Regions from separate parts of the Muntiacus reevesi genome. Here region 2 is linked to region 1. Evidence: chromatin contacts called from public Hi-C data. All regions are on one chromosome and are shown on one strand. Each heading gives the region's core, a stretch centred on a gene start, on an enhancer-like site or on the middle of the called end of the contact. The rest is flanking DNA. Distances are from core to core; before and after follow the strand shown. Region 1 holds the start of RNASE12 (ribonuclease A family member 12 (inactive)). Region 2 holds the start of PARP2 (poly(ADP-ribose) polymerase 2).

Region 1 (4,421 bases), core at 1,744-4,243:
TCTACCAGAAACTCCCACACACCTACTAACATACCCAAGGGCCCTGGAATGTTAGGTTTGAATGAGGGAGGGAGTCCAGGCTTTCTGGGACAAGACGCGTGGTCACACTTGTTGAGCTGTGGAGGCCCCAGTACCCAGTGTGGGCCACAGGCTTACCGCCTAGGAATATTTCCACCTAGGAAAATTTCCACCTCCCTAGAAGGAACACTTCCTATTTAATAACAGGAAACTACAAAAGAGAAATGATACTTGACGTTAGAAATAATGATTTTGTAGAAGAAATTTTATATGAAATATGCTTAATAACATCTAGCATTTATCCTTGTGATTTAAGAACACAAAGAGTATTTGTCTAAAGATATGTTTAAATCTGCAATAGTGGAGTATAAAATGGTGCTCCTTACTGTAATATTAGCTACATAGGGTGCTTGTTTAACGTGATGGTGTTTAACATAAACAAATCAGAGGCTTTATGGGAGGCAGACAAAGGAAAGACAGCTGACAAGGAAAGGAAAAAAAAAAAATAGGGCTCGTCCGGGATTTGAACCCGGGACCTCTCGCACCCTAAGCGAGAATCATACCCCTAGACCAACGAGCCACACAACTATCCTTCTCTTTTAAACTTTAGTAGAGAAACTTTTAGCCACGTCTACAGTTGGTTGCAAAAATCTTTTGCTAACTATGGACGTGGGTGACACCTAGTGGAAGAATAAATCACTGCACTCTCGTCCACATTACGGATTGCTATTCCACAGATCGTTTTTAAGAAAAAAGATTCAGGATCAACAAAAAATAATTGCGCAGCATGTTTTCGCTTCTGAGTGAGCCAAAGACGCTGCGGGAACGAAGGTAGGCAATTGCATTAGGGGCAGTCACAGGCCGAGGGGTGATCCTGTGATACTGGGGAGGGGAGTGGACCCGCGTTGCTGACAGAGCATCTGTTTTCGGTCCGCTGCGGGCTGGAGACTGGGGCCCAACTGGTAGGCTTCTTCAGGCTTCGGCACATTACTGACTGTTTCCTGGGTTCGGTTTGGGACTTTTCTGGCTCTCCCTTTTAAGCTATGGAACTCACCGCCTGGCGAGCTTCTGCGTCTCCTCTAGGAAGATCCAGACGCTTTCTCGCCGCAGGACCCCAGACTCAGCATCTTAAGGACCGAAAGCTCTCGCCGTGTGGCGCTTTCCACGAAAAGCATCCCCAAGACCCGGGAGGGCCGACTCTCCCGGGCGACCAGACTGTGCCGGGCCCAGGCAGGCGCTCGGTACCCGTTAGAGCTAACAAAGGTTGTCCGGCCTCTCGAGGCGCTCTTGTGCAATAAGAGTCTTCCCATAAATCACAAGCACTCTGGCTTCAAAGAAGAAAGAAAGCAAATCAAATCAGGAAGAAAGCGTGGGGGCGGGGTAGATACGAAGAGCCTCCCCAAATAATAAATATGTGAATCACTGGGTGTGGAGGGACTGGGAGGAGAGAGGATCATAAAGCGTATGGCCCTAAGCGCCGTCTGTAGGTAGCGTGGCCGAGCGGTCTAAGGCGCTGGATTAAGGCTCCAGTCTCTTCGGGGGCGTGGGTTCGAATCCCACCGCTGCCAGGTGGTTTTTGAAACCATGCAGATCAAATATCCTTGACTCCGCCGATCCTGCCACTTTAATACAGTTTCTTGACTTTCCTCTCCCTACTGATGTTCAGTGCTTGATAGAGTATGGACGTGCCCAGTTTTGTGCTTTGGAAAAGACCCTGTTGCTGGGCAAGATTCAAGGCAGGATGAGAGGGTTGAATGGCATCGCCGGCAAAACGGTAATGTAAGCTCCGGGAGGCGATAAAGGACAGAGAAACCCGGCGTGCTACTGTCCATGGGGTCGCAAACAGTCGGACACGACTGAGCGTCTGAACAAACAATCATTCTAATTCCTCCGCTAGAGATGACCTTACTCTACGTGAGTGTTGTTTGGTTTTTTGGTTTTTGTTTGTTTGCTTGTTTTTTAACTCCACACTAACAGGAGTGTGGAGTAGGAGAAAGAGAAAACAAAGAAGACACCACAGTATGTGATACTACATAAAAACTCTTTTAAAGGATAATGTATCACACACGCTTAAAATGGAGATTATGTTAGTACATTTCAGACCCGCGTTCCTTCAGGGGCGGGAAAAGCAGTTTGTGTTTAGCACTATTTGAAGTTGCCAAGCAGTTTTGTTACAGCCAAACGCTCTGGGAAGCGAACTCACTCAGAAGGACAGCCTGGATCGTGAAGTGCAGTTTATTACATGGCGGGTCCCAGGCAGTTTCCTCCTTAGCCAAGGACCCCTACCGACTTGGTGACAACCTTTTATACAAAGTGTACGTGCCCAAGCCCACATCTCCAAATTCTCTAAAGTCCACTCTGGACAATGTTAGTAAGAGATACAATCAGGTTACAGCCATAAATTTACATTCTAAAGCTATCTGGACATAGAGTTCAGTCTACATCAATAAGTATTATTAAGATTACATAGTGGTACAGATCGCCAGCCCAGGCTGGATGCATGAGACCAGTGCTCAGGGCTGGGGCACTGGGAAGACCCAGAGGGATGGGATGGAGAGGGAGGCGGGAGGGGGGATCGGGATGGGGAACACATGTAAATCCATGACTGATTCATGTCAGTGTATGGCAAAAACCACTACAATATTGTAAAGTAATTAGCCTCTAGCTAATAAAAATAAATGAAAAAAAAAAATAAAACTCTTAAGAAAAAAAAAAAGATTACACAGTGGACATTGCGTACCTTCTGGCTCCGGGAGGTCTAGGTACGGGGTCGGCCTGGTCTGGTTTTTATCCGCCAGGGAGGCCTGCTTGGCTGTTGGTATTTCATCTCTATGACTCCCTAGGTATGCAGTCCAAAGTCCGCCGAGAGTGTAAGGTGGAGTTCCTGTTTTTTTAAAAAATGGAGTCAGTCCAGTCAGGGCAACCTGCTCCTTTCCTTCTTCAGTTTCCCATACACTATTTTATTTACTGAACGGGATCCCTGGCGCTAGACTGGGAAAGGGAACATGTGACCATTTGCATTTTCACAGCAGATGCACCTGCGAGGTCTGGAGACAGGCTCTCGGAGCTGCCACGTCAGCCTGCAAGCCAGAAGAGTGGGGAATCGCATCATCAGACAGAATTGAAAAACTCGTAGTTCTCCGTAACTTTACCATTTCTCTTTTCTAAGGGCCCTGTGCCGCAACTTTTCAAAGCAGAGTAGAGAGAACAAAATGCGATAGCACATATATTTTAAATAAATTACCAGAAGCAAACAAAGGTGGGCTCGTCCGGGATTTGAACCCGGGACCTCTCGCACCCTAAGCGAGAATCATACCCCTAGACCAACGAGCCACAGTGAGATAGCCCATTAATTCCGCCTCAAGGCTCACGCACGTCACTAGGCCACGTCACTAGCCGTTTCTAAGACACAGGAGTTTGAGTGCCTTCTACCGGCAGAAATGCGTGTCGTTTCCCCAGCGAGCGCGTGCCTGACGCAGCGGAGGATTTATCAACTGTGATCGTGGGTCCAGACCAGGACAGCAGAGGGGGAGCTACGTCCACTTGGCCTGAAAGTCTTATGACGCGCTGCCGACGGCAGAGGAGATCTGCCAGAACAGCCGCACGGGTTCCCTCGCCCTGTGGCCACGGCTTAGGAGGCGGGGAAAAAAACGACCATCAGGCCCCAGCGAGATTTGAACTCGCGACCCCTGGTTTACAAGACCAGTGCTCTAACCCCTGAGCTATGGAGCCCTCTCGTGTATGCTGCGTCTCTATCTTCCCTGTTATAGTTGTTTTCAGTAAGATTACTGTGTTAAATGGCATTTTGATCCAAGCAAAAACTAAGGTATGCTGCAAAATTGAAATCTTTCTGTGTTCTGTCAACCACTCCAAAAGACTCTGCTTTGAGCAGAGTCACTACTAGACTGTCTTCTAGTCCCTTACCCTGATAGTCGGCTGAGACATTGCCTTCTGTGTCTCTGCTGCCCAGAAAGGATGCATATGCCAGAACTCCAGATACTTGGGCACTCGAGAGACCCACCTGAGAATAAAAAGGCGCATATAGAGGGTATCCGACAGGCAGGGACGTTATGGTGCACTCCCTTTTCTCATGTGGTGGTGAAATCCACAGAGAAGGTGGGAAGAGGTTTACCACACGGTTTTTTGTCTTTTCTGAATCCCAGAGCCCCTAACTCTTGCTTGTATGTTGGAATTATTGCCACTCAAAGGTTCACGGTTAAGAGCAAGCAGGGAAAAGAGGTGCTAGAGAGGAAAATTTTAATCTTTCCTTAAAGACATATGGATTTGCAGGTATCCTTGGTATGAATAATACAATCTTTTAAAGGGGATTTTGTTTTCACTTTTTAGAGATCCTGTTTTTATAAGCTAGTAAACAGGAACTAAAAATTTATTTAACTACAAAA
Region 2 (3,901 bases), core at 253-2,752, 260 kb before region 1:
AGAAAGGCCTTAGAGAAACCAATGCTGCCAACACCTTTATCTTGGGCTTCTAGCCTTCAAAATTTTGAGAAAATAAATTTTTCTTGTTTGGGCAATCCAGTCTGTAGTTTTTAGTAATGGCAGCCCTAGCAAACCAATACACTGCGACTTTGAATAAATTACTCACATTTTTCTAGAGTTCAATTTTCTCAACTGTAAAATATAGACAATAATACCTACCTAACAACAGGGTTGTTGTGAGAATTAAATATATGTAAAGCTCATAGCATTGTTAATGTTGTTTGGTCGCTAACTAGCGTCTGACTCTTTTGCGACCCCCCCATGGACTGCAGCCTGCCAGGATCCTCTTGGCTTTCTGTCATTAGAGTGGTATCATCTGCATATCTGAGGTTGTTTTTATTTTTCCCAGCAGTCTTGATTTCAGGTTGTGAGTCATCCAACCCGTCATTTCCCATGATGTACTCTGCATATAAGTTAAGTAAGCAAGGTGACAATACACAGCCCTAAAGTACTACTTTCCCATGGGTTCAACCGCTGGGTGCGGAAGATTCCTTGGAGAAGGGAATTGTAACCCAGTCCAGTATTCTTGCCTGGAAAAATCCCATGGACAGAGGAGCCTGGAGAGCTATAGTCCATGGGCTAGCAAAGAATTAGACAGAACTGAGCGACTAACAGTTCACACAACTTCCGTAAGTACTGTATACTTCTTATAGCACCATTGCTGCTTTTGCTTGTGTGATTACTTGATTAATGTCTGTCCCCAAGAACCAAGAACCATGTCTATTTTGGCTGAACTACCATATTGCCAAAACTCGCCAAGGTGTCCAATAAATATGTGGATAAAAATCTATATGAAAGTCACCAATACTTGGTTGTTGTTAAAAACGCAGAATCTGAGTTTTAATGCAGTGTCTGAAATGGAGCTTGTGGGATATCCCGCGCCCCCACCCATCCCCCACGGTGGCACCCACCCGTTCTAAAAATCTGAGTTCATTACCATTCTCTCCTTAAAGCAGCATTTCATTTAAAAAGGACGGGCGGGAGAGTAGTCTGAATTGGGTTATGAGGCCCCCACGCGGGGTACCTCACCTCAGCCATTGAACTCACTTCGCTGGCCGTGAGTCTGTTCCAAGCTCCGGCTAAGGAGGCATCCGCCAGGCCCCTCCGCAAGGGCGGGGTCCATGGCATCTCCTGCCCAGTCTACCCTCGCGCGGAGCCCCGTTCTCTGGGAACTCACCTCCCCGAAGCTCAGGGAGGGCCCTGTTAGGGCCGCTCTATGGCCCTAGTCTCAGACCTTCCCAAGGGACATTGGCTAGAGTGACTAAGCGCACTCAGTTCGTAGCCCCACTGATGAGCTTCCCGCCGCCCCATGGCGAAAAACACGCGCAAAGAGCACTTATAACGTGCTCAGACCTAAAGCCACTTGTCGCTTACGGTGACTCCCCATAAGACATTGCGATATGCAAATACTGTAGTGCGTCCCGCCCCTGGCAGTTCCACGCTGGGACGTGCACGCACTACGGTTCCCGCCTTTAGACTGCGCTCGCGATTCCTGGGAGAGGGCTGATGACGTCAGCGTTCGGGCTCCATGGCAGCTCGGCAGCGGAGGACTGCCGGCGGCAGAGCGCGAGGTTCGGAGTGAGCTGTGGGGGCCAGAATACTGGGAGCGGGGATTCAGAAAAGGAGCTGTGCCTTCTACTATAGCCCTTCCTAATTCCATCGCTCCCTGAACCAGCATTTGTTTTGATGCCGAACTTTGGCAATTTCGGTTGTCATAGCTTTGGGGGGGTTACAAAATTGTGTCTGACCGCCTGTTGACCTGTTACAGCTTAGTGCCAACACGGTTTTAAATACCTAATACAAAACAGTTAAATTAAGTGTAAGGTGCAGCATTATTTTATGTACCACTGAGCAAGGAAAAACGCTTCCAGTTAAAACGTGATTCGCAGCTTATAAATCATCCCTTGTAAAATGCATCCCAGTTTCAGAGATTATAAAATGCAGCTCTTAAAATTGGCTTATGACATATCATACTCTGTGTATTGTGTTCTTAAATGTGTTGTCTTCCTCTGGATTTTTCAGTTAGGGCAACTGAAGTACAAAGAGATGAAATAACTTCTACACTGATTGTCCAGTTAGCAGAGACAGGGCACAGACTCCAGAGCACTCTAGTAAACTATTTCATACCACCTCTAGTAGTTTGAGGGTAGGTATTTGGAGGGTATTGGGGCACAAGTAAGCAGAAGAGATAAGCAGTTTAAGACTGATGCCTGAGGCCATGAACTCACATGATCTGTGAGTTGTTTTGTTTTGTTTGGCTAGAATAGCAGTTCAGGAATTCAGACTGTTTCCTGAGTGGTATGGCAGTTATTATTCCTTTGTAAATTTACAAAACCATCTTAATCTATATTTTTAAAAAGATGTTTTTGCATAGTAGCATCGTATTCAGTCTGTACTCATTCTTTCTTTTGCTTCTTTGCCCATTCTTCTTGCCTATTCTGAATGAAGCTGAAAGAGTTAATAATGGCAAAACAGTTGCAGAAGACCCTCCTCCTGCAAAGAAAATTCGAAAATGTCACAGGGTGAAAAAGGAGCCTGTGGCTGAAGGAAAGGCAGATAATGACAAGACTGAAAACAAGCAAGGTCAGCCCTCGACATACACCAAGAAGGAGTTGGACCAGCAGGAGGGTCCTTGGGAGGGCTGAGGGTGGGAGAGTTCTTTGTTTTTGTTCTTTCAACTCATTTCTTCTTTCCTTGAAGATATAATTAACTTTCTATCTTTTGGGCATACCATAGGACTAACCTAGTTTCTCAAAAGCTTTAGTTTCACATATTTTATTATAATAAACTGAGACTCGAGCAGATCAAGTTTGCTTGGGAAGGGCAGAGTGACTTATGACAGGTTTCTATCTAACCATGACAGCTGTTTTTGTTTCCCATACAAGTAGATATAGTACTTATCTGTCTTCCCTCAGAGTCTGTGAAGACCTTACTGTTAAAGGGCAAAGCTCCTGTGGACCCAGAGTGCACAGCCAAGGTGGGGAAGGTAAGAGACTCCCACTAATTTCTCAAAGAACCATTGTTCTCATTGGGATTCTTGTCTGGAACATTGCTATTATGTATTTTAGGAATCCTCTCCAAAATTTTTCCAAGGGATGAACAGCATGGGGTTTGGGAGTACTAATCATGGTGTTTTCTAGCATGGTTAACTTATGGAGTTGTCATCAACTTTCCACACCTCTTTCTCAATTAGAGAATTGTATCGTTATCAGTGTTCTAGTGAGACACTGTGCACTGGTATGTATGGCATGAGTTACTGATGAATGGGAAAAGGATTTGAAGAATACAGAAGAAAGGCTCCTTCTGGAACAGGTTGCCTTTACTGAGTTAGACTCATTTGTGTTTCTGTAATTACATAAAGGCAACATGTTTTCATTATAGGATTGACAGGTTATGTTTAGAAAAACATACTTTTGCATTTCTTTCCCTGGAAGATGCATTTTGGTAATGTGGGAGAGTGATAGTTTGGGGCATAAAAAATTTAGAACCTCACTTATGATCTCATCAGGGCTGGGAATGTACAAATGTCAGTTTTTTCTTTCTCCCTAGGCCCATGTGTACTGTGAAGGAAATGATGTCTATGATGTCATGCTAAATCAGGTAAAGGAAGAAACTATAAGAATTTCTTCTTAATAATTATTGATGACAGTGTCCCAGAGCCCAGATCTTTAATTCTGAAGTCCCTTGTATTAGCCCCATAATCCCAAATACTCAACTCTAGTGCACTCTGCCTAATAGTGGAGTCTCTATAAGAAGCAGATCCCTTAGCAGATTTTATGTCTTTATTGAACCTATGAACCCACTGTTCATATGATTTTGCACATTTCCTGATACGTTGTTG

Evidence for each region. Hi-C and Micro-C count contacts between places; a contact is called where the count stands out from the background.
Region 2: a Hi-C map of muscle shows a contact between it and region 1, with 8 times the contacts expected there. The contact joins the promoter of PARP2 here to the promoter of RNASE12 in region 1. A contact is called at or near these places in 2 of 3 Hi-C or Micro-C datasets (blood and muscle).

What each region holds. Positions count from the first base shown.
Region 1 is chr7:25,640,746-25,645,166 of mMunRee1.1, reverse strand. RNASE12 (ribonuclease A family member 12 (inactive)) reads right to left here and starts at 2,993. Exons shown (of 3, transcript XM_065941568.1): 1 at 2,759-2,993. TRNAT-UGU (transfer RNA threonine (anticodon UGU)) reads right to left here and starts at 3,750; the gene lies at 3,678-3,750. It overlaps TRNAP-AGG (transfer RNA proline (anticodon AGG)), which reads right to left and starts at 3,351; the gene lies at 3,280-3,351. TRNAL-AAG (transfer RNA leucine (anticodon AAG)) reads left to right here and starts at 1,505; the gene lies at 1,505-1,586. It also overlaps TRNAP-AGG.
Region 2 is chr7:25,901,977-25,905,877 of mMunRee1.1, reverse strand. It overlaps PARP2 (poly(ADP-ribose) polymerase 2), which reads left to right and starts at 1,502. Exons shown (of 16, transcript XM_065940117.1): 1 at 1,502-1,631; 2 at 2,509-2,643; 3 at 2,976-3,046; 4 at 3,610-3,660. The coding sequence starts at 1,589.